Regions from separate parts of the Mus musculus genome. Here region 1 is linked to region 2. The links are chromatin contacts, called in public HiChIP or PLAC-seq maps. All regions are on one chromosome and are shown on one strand. The core of a region is the stretch at or near the end of the contact, and the rest is flanking DNA. Distances in the headings are between cores, read along the strand shown.

Evidence for each region. HiChIP or PLAC-seq counts read pairs in DNA pulled down with a chosen protein or histone mark.
Region 1: a contact with region 2 is called in a FOXA1 HiChIP or PLAC-seq map of pancreatic cancer cells. The contact joins two enhancer-like sites. A contact is called at or near these places in 1 of 115 datasets of contacts at active chromatin or transcription factors (pancreatic cancer cells) and 1 of 9 other capture datasets (adipose tissue).

Annotation. Positions count from the first base shown.
Region 1 is chr3:95,693,384-95,698,219 of GRCm38.p6, forward strand. No RefSeq gene overlaps it. Among named protein-coding and RNA genes, the nearest start is that of Adamtsl4, 7.9 kb to the left of the region's middle. Within about 2 kb of position 3,253, at least 120 of the 459 cell types and tissues checked have an H3K27ac peak or open chromatin away from gene starts, as enhancers often do. A contact at or near this core is called in pancreatic cancer cells, where this site is marked.
Region 2 is chr3:95,949,019-95,954,483 of GRCm38.p6, forward strand. No RefSeq gene overlaps it. Among named protein-coding and RNA genes, the nearest start is that of Anp32e, 22 kb to the left of the region's middle. Within about 2 kb of position 2,288, at least 443 of the 459 cell types and tissues checked have an H3K27ac peak or open chromatin away from gene starts, as enhancers often do. A contact at or near this core is called in pancreatic cancer cells, where this site is marked.

The DNA.
Region 1 (4,836 bases), core at 2,003-4,502, 250 kb before region 2:
CCTTGAGAATGAGCTCCTGCCATGAGGCTGCCGGGAACCAAACTAGGGTTCTCTGCCTGAGCAGTCAGTGCCCCTAACTGATGGGCCATCTCCTCAGTCCTGCTCCTCAGTTTTCTAGGCAGGCCCTGTTATCTCTGTCTATGTTTGTCCTAGGCCTCAAATTTGCTATGGAGACAAGAATGACCCTAAACCCCAAATGTCCTTGCCTCTACCTCCTCAGTGACAGGTGTGGGGCTCCTGTCAGCATTGTTAACGATATATCTTGTGTCCAAGCAAACCTTTTGAGAAGTTCCGATAACTTTACTCAGTCACTTCTTTCCTGCACAGAGTATCTGTAATCCTAGCACTGACAGAGGCAAGAGGATTGAGGGTCCAAACCTGCCCTAGTGACGCAGTGGGTTTAAGTCTGTTTGGGTGTTGCATTAGTCATCATATCAAAGTGAACTATCTTATGTTATCCTTTCTCAAGGAAGGAAGTGCTGGTGCCAATACCAGTATATACAGTTAGAACCCCGGAAGGAATTTGAAACTGTCTGCCTCCGGTGTGTGGACATGGCAACCATTTCCTGAAACTCTGTCCTTTGTCTTTTCCCCTCTCAGAGTCATGGTTTGTTCATCTCTGTTCTTCCACAGGCAATGTTCCATTCACAACTGTGACACGCCTGGCTGGTCGCTAGCCCTGGTTTCCTGGTCCTGTCACATTGTCACACTCATCAATGATGCCCTTTTGACCTGTAAGCTTTGGTTTGACTCAGCTCACTTCCTCACTGTTCCCAAGGGAACCACCACCTCCCGTTGTTCTCTTCCCAGGTTCCTGGATGGGAGACCCTCTACTGTGTGTACTCTGAGTCTATCCGTCTTACCTGGCACACAGTAGGTATTTATTGTAAGGGTGTGGGGTGAGCCCATAAGCAAGAAGTGATAAGTATTTCCTAAACAACTCTGGCCACATTCCAGCACTTTCTGGCTGCTGTCTCATGCCATCGTGGGTGAGCTGGTTCTTGGGCATTGAGACAATGAAGGGACAGGACATGATGTATTGGGTAAGATGAAGACTGAAGTGTGGATGGGTAACCTGGACTCCCAGCTGCTTTGTGAAGTCCAAACTTAGTCAAAAGCTTCAAAGACAGAGTCCTTCCTGATTTTATCTATATTTTCATCTACTAGTGTCTTCCAGCCAGGCCCCGACGTCCTCATGCTGAGTATATTTGCTTGCTGACTGGGTTCTCGGAACAGGAAGTACATACTTAGGGTATTGGATAGACTGACCACACATGACCTTGACCCGAATTAGGGTTACATAATCCTCACTACTATGGCAATTATGTTAAGTGTGTTTGTATGCTTATAAATCTCCCTACATTTTTTTTTTTTTTTGGCTTGGGAAACAAGGTCACTAACTAGAGCTTCTAGATCAGGCTTCTAGAATGTTCTCAGCTGATTGGGAAGGTTTCCCAGATGTCTTTGGTGTTGTCGTGACATAACCATTTTACAGAATTTTGAAAATGTATTGTGTGTATGAGTGTTTTGTCTGCATGGGGATGTACCTGGTACCCATGGAGTTCAGAATAGGAATCCCTTGGCAGTGGAGTTGGCCACCACATGTCAGTGTTGGGAACAGGCCCAGGTCCTCTGCAAGAGGAGCAAGTGTTTTCAACTTCTGGACCATCTCTCCTGCGCCCATTTTACACATTTGATCAAATGGTATCGCTATGATGAAGTAGGGACTAAGTAGCTAGGACTCCTCCTCCTGACACAAGCCACCATGGAGCCCTGTCCCTAAGGGTCTTAATGAACAAAGTAGCCCACACACATTAGGGTTGTGTGGCTGCAAAGCCCACTGTAGTACTCACGACTGTTGCTGTTGCTGAGTGGTCAGTGGGCCTGGAGACAGTGCACGAGAGGGAGCTTTGCCTTCTGTGAGGGCTGTGCTCTTCAGCACTTTACACTTCGGCTTTCTCCTCTATGAAGTCTGGACTATTAACAGAATCCAGTGTATCTATTCATAGGTTGTCATAAAAACTAAAAGAGAAAGCATGTGTGTGAAAGCTGTAGTCACCTACAAAAATAGCACAATGTTATTGTTAATGATGCTATAAGAGCAAGACTATTTCTAGCTGATGTGCCACTTAAAGTTCCCCGTCTTGACACCTGTGGTGCTCAGCTGTGGGTGCCTTTACTGCTGACAGCATGTTCATATACGCTCGGGCTGGGTGACCGTGATGAGCAGTAACACCCAAGCTTCTGTACTCGGGATACTAGGATTGTGTGTGGCTGCCTGGGTGAAACCTGCCTTCTATTCTTGTTGGTTTTTTTTTGAGACAGGGCATCACTATAGAGCCCAGTCTGACTTTAAACTCCTCCTTCCTCTGTCTCCTGAGTGCCAGGATTAGGGGCATTGAGCTAGGACCTCAACCAACTGGAGACCAGGGCTTCTAAACTTAGCAGGTTTCCTGGGCAGAACCTGAGGTCACTCTGGGCTGAGGAGTTTGAATGGGTTTTGAGGACAGATGCTCTGAGAGAGACAGGAGATCATGGGAGGATGGGTGGGCCCTGCCCAGAGGTGGGGAATCAGGCTGTGGCCTCAAAGCGTGTTGAGAATACAGAGGAACCTATTGTTTCGTTCCTCAGCCTGGAACTGCAGTGAACTGCAGCCACAGCTGAACTGTGACCAATTCCCAGATCAATGGCAGATGCTGGGATAAGGGTGGGAAATATTGCCTTTCGTCTGGAGTAAGTAAGATTATATAACCTCACCTTCCTCCTCAAAGTGTCTCTTAGGAGAATAGGATGATTTGTGTGATAACTGGATCTGTCAACTCATTGAAGAAATTAAACCAAGAATGTTCCACGCACAGAGTTCAGCTCTGGAGGTGACAAGGGCTCTGTCAGTCATTGGAGGGGGTGCCTCTTTAAGAAGTAGGGAGAAATGCAAGGAGATGGGAAGGGGGTGAAAGATCAAGCAGAACAAATTATCTCCATTCCCCGGAGCCTCTAACAAGGCATCTTTTCTTCCTGGGCTGTGGTGGGTCGGCCTCGGCCTCTGGCCACAGGTCAGCCTTATCATGGGAATCTTTCCCACATGAGTCTTGCTGTGACGCCTAGGCACTTCCCTGTATCTCCAGAGAGAGCCAGCTCAGTGTCAAATTAATCTTGACAAATGGCCCTGAAGACTTAAGAGCAGCAGACACAGAAGGGCAGGGAGAAGGGCGCAAGCTCTGCTGTGGTCAGAGGTGGGCTGGGCAGCCACAGGAGAGGCAAGAATTTCAAACATACCAAGGGCCTGAAGTCAGAAATAGGAGAGTCCCAGCCTGCTGTGAGGAAACACGCTGAGGCAGGAGGAAACTTGTTTGGCCTCTGACCACCGGCCCCAAACCATGCCAGTGGACAAAGAATAGAGCAAAAAGGGACCATGTCTGCCCCGGTGCTGGCTAGATCTTATTTGCTTACTTACCCCTCAGCTCCATAGCTCATCACCAAGCTTGTCCTTCGGGACTCTGTCCCCTTTCCAGTTTTACCATCCCAAACAGACCAAGCACCCCCAGCTAGGGCCCTGACACCTCCTTAGAGATGTGTGTGGGGACATACCATAGTCACTAAAGAAGACTGTCATCTCCTTGGGACCAACTACTCACCCCAAATCCCAGAAGCCACTGGGTAGCTCTCAATGTGTATCCAATTATTTTTTTTTAAATATCTATCTATCTATCTACCTACTTATTTATTTTATGTAAGTACACTGTAGCTGTCTTCAGACACACCAGAAGAGGGCATCAGATCTCATTACAGATGGTTTGTGAGCCACCATGTGGTTGCTGGGAATTGAACTCAGGACCTCTGGAAGAGCAGTCAGTCTCTTCACCACCGAGCCATCTCTCCAGCCAGAGCTCTAACTCTCTTGCTGGGTGCAGAGAAGTTTGCTGGACACCTGATCCAGCTTTATATGCACTCGCACCAATCTTTCCAACAAGCCCCCTCTGATTTGTTTCCCTAGGACAACTGACTTGCCAGTCTAGGAGTCCACTGCCCGATCGATGTCCCGGGCAGGTATTTGTTTGTTTGTTTGTTTTGTTTTGTTTTGTTTTTTTGTTAAGTTGACACAAGTTAGAACCTAAACTGAGAAAATGCCCCCATGGATTCTCCTGTAGGCCAGTTGTGAGGTCATTTCTTGCTTAGTGACTGATGTGAGAGGGACCAGTCTTCACTTGTGCATGGTGCCACCTCTGGGCTGGTGGTCCTGGAGTTGTATAAGAAAGCAGGCTGAGAATCCCAGGGGAAACAAGCCAGTCGACAGCACACCTCATGACCTCTGTTTTAGTTTCTGCCTCCAGGTTCCTGCCTTGGCTTCCCCTGATGTTGAACTTGTAACCACTGACCCAAATAAACCTTTTCCTACCCCAAGCTGCTTATGGTCATGGTGTTAACCACAATAGAAAGCAAACTAAACCAGAAATTGGTACCAGGTTCATGGGAAATGGCTGTGATAGTTCTGCCCACTTTTTTTCTTCCACTTCAGGAAGGACTTTAGAACTTTGGGCTAGAAAAGCCACTGGGTGTTCAGAACTTAGTAGGTTGTTGTGGGATCTAAGAGGGTAATGCTTTGAGCAGTGTGGACGATGGAGGTCTGGCTTATGACGTTTCAGAGGAAAGTAAAAACTCTATCAGGGCCATTCATGCGTTTATTAAGAATCTGTGGGGGCTGGCAAGATGGCTCAGTGGTTAAGAGCGCCGACTATTCTTCTGAAGGTCCCGAGTTCAAATCTCAGCAACCACATGGTGGCTCACAACCAACCATAACAAAATATGATGCCCTCTTCTGGAGTATCTGAGGATAAA
Region 2 (5,465 bases), core at 1,038-3,537:
ACCTGCTAAGACCCTATAGTAGGGTAACCGTGACTAAGAAAGACGAAGGAAAGTATGTATTTCAGTTAAGTTCTTGAATATTTCCCTGTGTGTGTGTGTGTGTGTGTGTGTGTGTGAGAGAGAGAGAGAGAGAGAGAGAGAGAGCATCATTTGGATGCCTCCTTAGAGAAATGTGCATCCACCATTAAATACATAGACTGTAAGAGGGCCATAATCTCAACCCTACGCACTGCCTATGACTGACTTCCTGGGCAGGGTCACTCCACAGGGCGGAGTGGGTTCTCCACCCAGAGAAAAGAGCATACAATCTTTGATAGCGACATATGATCGGTGTTGGCTTTTACAAACTTCACACTAGAGAACATGAAATCGAGGTTTTGTTTTGTTTTAAGCAAAAACAACCCTCAATGTTAATAAGGTTGGGATTTTATATTAGGGCACACGCTTAGCTACTTTTGGAAGCACCACGCCCATGCAGAGAGCTGTCAGGATTATTAGAATGAATAAAGACCTGTAAATGAAACTGCTTTAAAAGTTTTTTTTTGGGGGGGGGCGTGGTGGCACACCCCTTTAATCCCAGCACTGGGGAGGCAGAGGCAGGCAGATTTCTGAGTCCGAGGCCAGCCTGGTCTACAAAGTGAGTTCCAGGACAGCCAGGGCTACACAGAGAAGCCCTGTCTTGAAAAAACAAAACAAAACAAAACAAAAAACAACAACAACAACAAACGTTTTGTGAGGTAGGATCTTAGTCTAGCCTAGGCTAACCTCAAACAGTTTTGCTTTACCAGAGTGCTGGTATTACATGGCCGAGGAGCCAATGGACACCGTCCCACCTGCGGGCAAGCCACTATCCCACCAACCCCCCCCCCCCTTTTCTGAGAATATTGAGTTAAATCCATCTTTGCAGCTCTGAGAATTATTTGTAGATTAGATTATTTTTCTGGATAAGATTAACAATGAGAATTTTAAAAAATTCGAATTCCAAGTGATTTTACAGATTTTTTATTAGATATTTTCTTTATATACATTTCAAATGCTATCCCGAAAGTTCCCTATACCCTCACCCCGCCCTGCTTCCCTACCCACCCACTTCCAATTCTTGGCCCTGACATTCCCCTGTACTGGGGCATATAAAGTTTGCAATACCAAGGGGCCTCTCTTCCCAGTGTTGGCCGACTAAGCCATCTTCTGCTACATATGCAGCTAGAGACACGAGCTCTGGGGATACTGGTTAGTTCATATTGTTGTTCCACCTATTGTTGCAGACCCCTTCAGCTCCTTGGGTGCTTTCTCTAGCTTCTCTATTGGGGGCACTCACTGATAAGTGGATATTAGCCCAGAAACATAGGACACCCAAGATACAATTTGCAAAACACAAGAAAATCAAGAAGAGGGAAGACCAATGGGTGGATACTTCACTCTTCCTTAGAGTAGGGAACAAAATACCCATGAAAGGAGTTACAGAGACAAAGTTTGGAGCTAAGATGAAAGGATGGACTATCCAGAGACTACCCCACCAGGGGATCCATCCCATAATCAGCCACCAAACCCAGGCACTATTGCATATGCCAGCAAGATTTTGCTGAAGGGACCCTGGTATAGCTGTATGAGGCTATGCCAGTGCCTGGCAAATACAGAAGTGGATGTTCACAGTCATCTATAAGATTTTACAGATTTTATTTTGTAATAAAGCTGTATATATCGGAATATGGGGTTCCCGGGCTGCAGTTCGCAGGAGGTGCTGCGCTAGACGCCAACTTTTAAGGAGACTCTTCTAAGGTCGCGTTTCCCACCGCGATCCCCGGGTCGAGCCAGCGTGCTGCCACGTATCGGGTCTTGATAGGCTTGAACAGGTCATGCCATTTATCTAAATGCTTTTGGAAGTCAGTCCTCTGCCGCAGTCCCTGGGCATATCCCGAGCTTCCAATCTTTATTTTCCGTTTTCTAATTGCTGCTACTACAGCAGAGCGCCCTGCTGGGGTCCGCCAAGAACAGGACTTAGGACAGAACTGCAAATCGAGCACTCGTTCCGGAGCTAGCGAAGGCGGATGTGACGTCAGATCGACTACGTCGGATGCACCTGCCAGGCCTGGGCTCCTGGGAGTGAGACACGGTTGCCCCAGGGGCTAAGGGACAGACTCGACCTGACCGAATCCCATCACAAGGACGCCTTTCTAAACTCCACTGGGCCGCAGCTCTGGTCACGAGGCTCGGCCTCACTCCACCACCCCCCCAACCCCCGCCCCATCCCTTGTCAGAGCTCCCGTGCATGCGCAGTCGCGCCGGAAGCACGGCTCTGGAGTTTCCGCATCACGGACCTCAGGGATCCTCTACGCTGTTCATTGTCCTTCGGGTCTCGCAACGTTTGCCTAATGATTCCCAATTTCAGTGTTGCATCATTCTAAAGCCTGATGTTGAAGACTATCGCCCAACCCTGGTTAGCCAGTAATCGGAAACAGCAACGTTATGTGTCTTCTAAAGAAATGAGGGCTAGTTTTGTTTTGTTGTTTTTGGTTTTTTTTCGAGACAGGGTTTCTCTGTGTAGCCCTGGCTGTCCTGAAACTCACTCTGTAGACCAGGCTGGCCTCGAACTCAGAAATCCGCCTGCCTCTGCCTCCCAAGTGCTAGGATTAAAGGCGTGCGCCACCACTGCCCGGTGAGGGCTAGTTTTTTTGTTTGTTTGTTTGTTTTAATTTAGATTTTATGTGTATGAATGTCTTGTGTGTGTGTGTGTGTGTGTGTGTATCACTCGTGTGCCTGGTGCCCTCGGAGGTATCAGATGCTTGGGAGCCTCTGGGGATTGGTCCTCTGTAAGAGCAGCCAGTGCTGGAACTCACGCTGTAGACCAGGCTAGCCTCGAACTCAGAAATCCGCCTGCCTCTGCCTCCTGAGTGCTGGGATTAAAGGCGTGCGCCACCACTGTCCAGCTTGTTTGTACACATTTTTCACTGACCTTGTCCTCAGGAGCTAACCCTCCTATCTATCCATCCCCTTTCCCTACTCCTGGAACTGCTGCTAATTGATAAAACTTAAAACTACATCAGTCAAGTTGAGCAGGTGCTGGGAGAAAGCACTGAAGAAAACCGACTCCGAGACTACACATAAAACAGGAAGACAGCAGGGCTTGGTGGCGCACGCCTTTAATCCCAGCACTTGGGAGGCAGAGGTAGGCGATTTTCTGAGTTCGAGGCCAGCCTGGTCTACAAAGTAAGTTCCAGGACAGAGAAATCCTGCTTCGAAAAAACAAACAAACAAAAAACACGAAGGCTCTTTCTTTACCGAACGAGTGATTCCAACAGAGAGACTTTGTAAAGGTCCATTACAGAGAGAGTTAGGACTTATTTTTCCGTCTTTTAGTCAATCACAGCTGAAGGTAGTTTGTCAAAAGTATCAAAGTAAAATCATCCTTAAATCCTTTTTATTAGAACCAACGAACCACTTTAGAATGTTTGCATCAGTTTGTTTTGTACAGTAGAAGTTTCTTTGGAGGTCTGAGAAACATGGAAAAGGTCTTGGACTGCAGGCCATCCTAGGCCACATAGCCAGTCCTATCCTCAAACAGACAAGGATGGAGCAGAGTGTAGCACAAAGCTAGTGGTTTGGTCCCTGCTATTTGAAGAAGGAGAGGTGGTAAAACACTTGGATTTTTGCCCACTTTGTGACATTGTATCTCTGTATCCTTGGCTGTTCTGGAATTCAATCTGTAGACCAGGCTGGCCTGGAACTGGGATAGCCACTTGCCTCCCCAGGTGCTGAGATAAAGGTGTGCACCATTGCTGCAAGTTTTTAAATGTCTCTTTTCTATTGACTAACACCTCACTATTGGTGGATAAAGGAGATGATCTGTGGTGCCTGCCAGTTTACAGGGGGAGAATGGGCCGTCACCGGTACCCAGTCACTTCCTCCAAACTACATACGTATATGGTCTGTTCCTATAGCTTATTTCTGTAGCTCTTGTTTTTCATAACCCAGACTTCAAAATGCTATATGAGAGGCACAACAGATGAATTCTGTTCTTGGTGAGCAGGATTCAAAAGCTGAGACAGACCTCTGTTATCTTTTCAGTGAGTTTGATCATAAACACTAATTAGTGTATCCTTTTCTTAAGTTAGGCTTCAGTGCACTGGCCCCAGGATTCAAGGAAGGCAACAGCAGTGGGGGTGGGGTAGTCACAGCTGTCACTCTAATTTGCTTTCCTTTTAGTCTTTGTGTGTTCAGTCTTTGGGAGTCATTTGTGGTTCACAGATTAAAAAATGCCAAATTATGCACAGATCCAGCTATTGTTAAAGGCATCTTGTTTAACAAACATGGATACCTGTGCTTGAGGCACCTGCACAGTAGACAGCAAAGTGAATAATTCATGACTCCAGCCTTGCCAAACAAAGTCTGAGCAGACCCTTTGTGCCAGAGAGAAAGAGCAAGCAGGGAAATGGCTGCACTGACAGCTTGGACCCAGGAGGCTGACAGGACGCTAGAACTTCATTTGCTCATTTCAGGGAAGGTCTGATCGTCTGTTTTGCACCTCACCATGTTCCTGCAATGCCCACCCACTGTGACTCATGGGATGTGCTGGGGAGAGTTACTGGGGTCTACACCTGTGTGTTGATGTACTCATTTGTAGGGAGGTTGTACGTTTGCAATAGTTCTTGGTCTGTGTTCTAGATCAGCACTCTTGAAATGACATACAATGCTGGCTAGAATTCAAGCCACAGATGTTTTTAACATTTCCTGGCAGTCCTATTAAAAAGGAGGAAACAGGGGCTGGAGAGATGGCTCAGTGGTTAAGAGCACTCTGACTGCTCTTCCGGAGGTCCTGAGTTCAAATCCCAGCAACCACATGGTGGCTCACAACCATCTGTAATGAAATGGGATGCCCTCTTCTGGTGTGTCTGAAGACAGCTACAGTGTACTTACATATAATAAGTTAAAAAAAAAAAAAAAAAGGAGGAAACAGGTGGTGCTGGTGAGCGCCTTTAATCCCAGCACTTGGGAGGCAGAGGCAGGCAGATATTTGTGAGTTTGTGGCCAGCCTGGTCTACAGAGCTAGTTCCAAGACAGCCAGGACTACACAGAGAGACCCTGTCTTCAAAAGAAAACAACCCTCACCACTGACCCCCACCCCCAAAAAGAGGAAGAACCAATTTTGACAGTATGTTTTACTTAACCCAACAAATCCAAATATAATTTCAACATGTAAGCAATGCAAAAAATATTACTAAAATTTAGTTTTCATATAAGTCTTTATAGTTTGGGGTAGGTAGAGTTTTATGTCTCAATTTTAATTAGCCACATTTCAAGCACTCGGAGACTGGGTAGAGATCTAGCATGCTGTATGTCTGGGAAAAGGGAACTGAGAAGCAGAAGAAATGGTCTCGTGGCTCTCTGGCCATCATGGAGTCAGAGTCCCAGCTGATCTTGAGGACACTTTCTAGATTAATCTGACAAACTTATGCGTCTTTGATCCA